2 separate regions of the Capra hircus genome follow, and region 2 is linked to region 1. Evidence: chromatin contacts called from public Hi-C data. All regions are on one chromosome and are shown on one strand. Each heading gives the region's core, a stretch centred on a gene start, on an enhancer-like site or on the middle of the called end of the contact. The rest is flanking DNA. Distances are from core to core; before and after follow the strand shown. Region 1 overlaps BCL7C (B-cell CLL/lymphoma 7 protein family member C). Region 2 holds the start of SETD1A (histone-lysine N-methyltransferase SETD1A).

Evidence for each region. Hi-C and Micro-C count contacts between places; a contact is called where the count stands out from the background.
Region 2: a contact with region 1 is called in a Hi-C map of blood, with 1.9 times the contacts expected there. The contact joins the promoter of SETD1A here to the enhancer-like site in region 1. A contact is called at or near these places in 2 of 5 Hi-C or Micro-C datasets (both in blood).

What each region holds. Positions count from the first base shown.
Region 1 is chr25:26,849,602-26,852,301 of ARS1.2, reverse strand. BCL7C (B-cell CLL/lymphoma 7 protein family member C) reads left to right here. Exons shown (of 6, transcript XM_018040874.1): 6 at 1,074-2,700. The coding sequence ends at 1,280. Among named protein-coding and RNA genes, the nearest start is that of ZNF629, 31 kb to the right of the region's middle. Within about 2 kb of position 1,276, at least 1 of the 5 cell types and tissues checked has an H3K27ac peak or open chromatin away from gene starts, as enhancers often do.
Region 2 is chr25:26,962,340-26,965,039 of ARS1.2, reverse strand. SETD1A (histone-lysine N-methyltransferase SETD1A) reads right to left here and starts at 1,319. Exons shown (of 19, transcript XM_018040024.1): 1 at 1-1,319. It overlaps ORAI3 (protein orai-3), which reads right to left. Exons shown (of 2, transcript XM_005697716.3): 2 at 2,175-2,700.

The DNA of each region.
Region 1 (2,700 bases), core at 27-2,526:
ACACCTTCTTGAGGTTCCAGTTTTATACCTTTCTAGAGTTTCAGTAATTCTATCAGTTATTATTTTTACACCTTCTTGGAGTTTGGGTAATCCTACTCGATCCAAAAGAAAAAGGCAACTGTCTCAGAATCAGCTAAGGCTACAAGTTCCGGTCAGACATAGGACCAGGATACACTGTTCCAAAGAGGCAAACCTGAGCTGACCATTCATTGCCCCCAGCACCTGTTCACCATAAAGATTTTCCTGTTTCTTATGGAGCTTCTAGGGCTTCCCTGGTGGCTCAGACAGTAAAGAATCCACCTGCAGTATAGGAGACCCAGGTTCCATCCCTGGGCCAGAAGATCCCTGGAGAAGGGAATGGCAATCCATTCCAGTATTCTTGCCTGGAAAATCCCATAGACAGAGGAGCCTGTCCATGGGGTCCTGAAGAGTCAGATATGACTGAGCGATTAAGCATGCAACCATGTACAGGGAGCTTTTCAGTCCCTCCTTTCCTCCATCCCTCTCTCCTTCCCTCCCTTTCTATCTTCTTCTTTCCTCTCTCTTTGTTTTGTATGCTTTTAAAAAAAACTTTTCATATGGAGATTTTTTTTTTCCCTTTTGGAGATATGTATAGAATCTTACTTTCCTGACCAGGACTCGAACCCAGGCCCTTGGCAGTGAAATTGCAGAGTGCTAACCACTGGACAAACAGGGAATTGCCCTTTACAGGTTTATATTGATCTTTCCAGTTTAACGAAGGAGTTCTAGGCCCTGCCTTCCTGAAGGCCTGTGGCTCCCAAGATACTTCCCATACTATTATCCCCACCTGATTGCTGAACAAACTGAGGCTTTGTAAAAAGTTATGTAACTTGCCTAAAATCACACTGCAAATAAGTGTAGAGCTGCCCGGTTCTATCCGATTTTATAAACAGTTCCCACAGGACCCGGCCTCACCCTCTGCCCGCTGTCAGAAATGGGTCGTTTACAGACTGTCCAGCAAGTTGCCCGATTTAGGGCTCCCAAGGGAAGGTCTTCCTAGTCTCGGGTGGGCTGCGGAGAAAACACAACAGATTCTTCTTTCCTCCCTGCAGGATTCGGGAGTGAGGGTGACCAGGAGAGCCCTTCACGAGAAAGGCCTGAAAACAGAGCCTCTCAGGCGGCTTCTTCCCAGGAGAGGCCTCCGGACAAACGCCCGGCCCAGTTCCGCGGGGCCGCCGCCGCCGGAGCCCAGAGCTCCCGGGGGAGGAAGCAAGGCCCCGAGGGCACCCCGGACGATCCCCCAAGGGAAGGGGAGGTGAGCCGGCTCCCCAGGCAAGGCGAGGCCCCGAGGCTTCCCTTGGCCGCCCCAAGATCCAGCCACCCACCCGCTCCCCCCCGAGGGCGCAGAGAGCTTCCCAGCTCCACGGCCACCGTGGGATCATCGGGGGCACGCGACCCCAGCCTGCCCCGAACCTAAGGTCACAGCACCCGTCTGGCTCGCCACCGCCACCGACACCCGCACAGAGCAGGATCAACGGCCCCCCAAGTGCGGGAAAAGCTCTGGGCACAATCTGACCCCGTTGAGCGCCTGAGGACGCATCGCAGCCAGAGTGCGGGCGGGGCGCCGGGCCTCCACCCGGGAAAGGGCAGCCCGGGACGCGCCCCCTCTGCCCCGAGGCGGCGCGCGGAGACCCTGCACCACATGCCCTCCCCACTCCCTCCCTCCGGCCTCCCCGGAGGCCAAGCTAGCGGGTGGGTTCATCCCTCACCTGACGACCGACCTGCAGCAAGACCTCCCCGAGGGGCCAGCCTCCCCGCAGGCCCCTGTGGGTACGAAGAAACCGACCTGGGCGGCCGGGGAGCGCCCAGCGCTTCTGGCACAGCCCCAGCGGACCGGAAAATCCCCACCTGGAGAAGGCCTAGGGCCTTTGAGCGGCTCACTCGCTGCACTGCTGGGCCTGTCCTAGGAAATGTCGACGTCTCCGGTTGATTGAGGGCTTACCCCGTGCCAGGCCTTGCGATTTTTGAGAATGATCTCATTCAATCCTCACCATATCCCTGGGCCATTGCTGTTCTCATTACATTTTACAGAAGGAGAAACTAAGTCTCAGAGAGGTTAAGGCGTCAGCTTAAAGTCACACAGCCAGAATGTGGCGGAACCAGCATTCAGACCCAGGTCTGCCTGCCTGACCCCACAGCCCTACGGAGGGCTCTGCTGCTTCTGCTGGCACATGAGTGAGGGGTGCCGGTTTGACGGGACATGTGCTTGTGAAGCATCCATTTTTCTCCTGGTGATTATATAAAACACTTTTTATTCTAAAGTGAGCAGATACTCACCGGAATGCAAGTGAACATTTGCACCAGCGATTGAGATGCAACTTGTGACATCATAGGAATTTTATGCCAAGTCCAGTGCTTCAAGCTCAGCCCCTGGCTACCTGAGGTGCCCTCTTCTCAGACCTCTGCCTTCAGAGGGATGGTGACCAGGGACGCTCTGCCCCTGGACCAGCTCCTGGATAGAACCTTCATGGAGGCCAAGGAAGATGGCCTTTCCCCAGTTTTTCATCCCATTGAGTTGCTTAAGGACATTCATCCAGTTTCTCTGCCCTAAAGTTTCCAAATTTCTGACAGATATCAATCTAGGATTGGGGATTGGAAACCTGGAAATCTTAGGAACTCCTGAAATCATATCATTCTGTGTATTTCCTAACTTTCTATATCTTTTTTTAATAAATAAGA
Region 2 (2,700 bases), core at 70-2,569, 110 kb before region 1:
GTGGAGCCAAGGCTCCGCGCACAGAGGGCGTGGTCAGCGTGCGGAGCCCGGCGTCTTCGGGGCGCTTCCTGTAGGACCCTCGGAAACCCGGGCGGGCTGGGAGGGGTGCCCAGGAGATGGAAAAATACCACCAACAACGGTGACTCAGGCTGTTTGGCGCCTCACGTAATGCAAGGAACGTTTTCCTCCCATTATCCTCTTTGGGCAGTTTTTTAAGATGCCCATTTGACAGATGGGGGACACTGAGGCCGGCAGAGGGTGCCCCACTTTGCCTGTACTGACCCGCCATTAGTGATTAAATCTTAGTCTGTATCAAAGTTATGCGATAAGGGTGGGTCCTAAAGGATCTTGAACCGGTCCTGTAAAAAACGATAAATTAGGTCGTACGTGAACTAGGGTGGGCTGGTCGATTTCCCAGATTATCATGGTCCCAGTGCCCGCCGTTTTCAGTAACCGTTTTGTGCCGTTTTGTGCAACCTTCTGCCCCGCCTCCCTTACGCAGTCCCGCCGCTCGAGGGCAGCACCAGCCCAGGCTTAAACCTGAGACTTGGGCTGAGGTCGCCCTGATGCTCAGCACCCTTTTTCTTAGTAAGCTTAGACGCAGGTATCTTGGTCTCAGGGTAATGGCACTCCCAGGCACTGTCAGAGCTGAGGGGATGCCCTAAGTTCCAGACTTTTTGATGTATGACCTTGGGCAAGTCACTAACTTCAAAAAGCTTTAGATTCTTCCTCGGAAAATAGATGTTAATTACTGTTATGCAGAACTATTGTAGGCATTAAAACTGCAGGAAAGGCCCCTGAGGCCTGGTTCATGTAAATTCACACTTTAAGGAACAGGAAAAGCGATTTGTCCAAAATCTCAACACCAAAAGAACCCTTCTGGGAGAGGCTTAGGACCCTTAACAAATTTAAGGAAAATTAGGCTGAAGAAATAAATTTACAATGGAAACAGGGGTAATGAAATCAGATTCTTTCTCTGGTCCTAGTTGAAAGATACTCCTTTTCTCAAGCGAAAGATTCCCCTTGTGATAGTAAAGGTGGTTCAAGTTTTCCCTGACTGGGTGTGTGGCTTTCGGAAAGATCCTCAACCTTCTTAGGTTGAGGCTTCCTTATCTCTGAAATAGTAGTCATAAAGACTTGTCTCTTGAGGTGATTGTTAAATCAGTTAAATAAGCTAAATAAGATGACCTATGAGAAGCCCCTAGTATGTAGTAGTTACTCAAGAAAGAAACTTACACTAAAAGAAACTTAATGTTGTTCAGTTGCTAAGTCTTGTCCAACTCTGCAACTCCATGGACTCCAGCATGCCATGCTTCCCTCTCCTTCACTATCTCCTGGAGTTTGCTCAAATTTATATCCATTGAGTTGGTGATGCTATCTAACCATCTCATACTCTGCTGCCCCTTCTCTTGCCTTCAATCTTTCCCAGCATCAGGGTCTTTTCTACTGCCCTTCACATCAGGTGGCCAAGAACTGGAGCTTCAGCTTCAGCATCAGTCCTTCCAATAAATAAATATTCAGGGTTGATTTCCTTAGGCTTGACTGATTTGATCTACTTGTAGTCTCAGCGATTCTCAGGAATCTTCAGCACCACAATTTGAAGGCATCAGTTCTTCAGCACTTAGCCTTCAACTCTTGCATCCATACATGGCAACAGGAAAAACCATAGCTTTGACTATACGGACCTCTGTTGAAAAAATGATGACTCTACTTTTTAATATGCTGTCTAGGTTTGTCATAGCTTTCCTTCTAAAGAGCAAGTTTCTTTTAATTTCGTGGCTGCAGTCACTGTCTGCAGTGATTTTGGAGCCCAAAGAAATAAAAATCTATCACTGTTTCCACTTTTCCTCCTTCTGTTTGCCATGAAATGATGGGGCTGGATGCCATGCTCTTAGTTTTTTGAATGTGAAGTTTTAAAACAGCTTTTTCACTCCCATGCTCAGTGGAAGAGACAGACCCTGGACTCAGTAACAAGATTGCAAAACCCTTTAGCCTAACTCAGTCTCCGCATTCAGAAACTACTGGGCCCTGTCAGCACTAGAAGGGAGTCAAGCCTGGAACCTTCTCTGCTCCACCCCTATCCTGCCCTCAGGGATACTTGCCTCCACTTGGCTCTTAAGAACAAGTCCCTGTTCCCGAGGAGGCCTCCTCTTTACTCCATTCACAGCCACAGCGACATGTGTAAAACACAATTTATTATACAAAACTAGGTGCATCAAAAATTCAGTGTCAGAATAGTTCTGTATTCTAAGGGCTATGGAATGGACCTTCTCCCTTATCACCCCAATCCTTGCTAGGGAGTCAGGCTGGACACGCGGCACCCCCAGCCCTGGACCAGGAGAGTAGGAATCAGTTATAGAAGCATGAATGTGTGTCTAGGGCAGTGAGGCAGGCATTTGAACCTCCTCCAAATAGGGAAGCTCTCCCTTGGAAAGGCTGGACCTATTCTTGGGGGAGAAACACCTAAATCCCTCTCTACCCAAATGCCAAAGCGAGAGCATGGAAATCAAAATCTGAGGATGGGGGAAAGCTTCAAAAAAAAAAAAAAAAAAGCCAACCATAAAACAGGTTCTACAAAAGTAAAATAAGGATTGGTTGCCTTCTGGGGCAACTGGATGGGCGTGTATCCTTCTGACATTCTCATTCTGTATGGGGGCAAGTGGCTAAGAGCACCTAAGGTCTGACCAGAGTCTCCCCGCC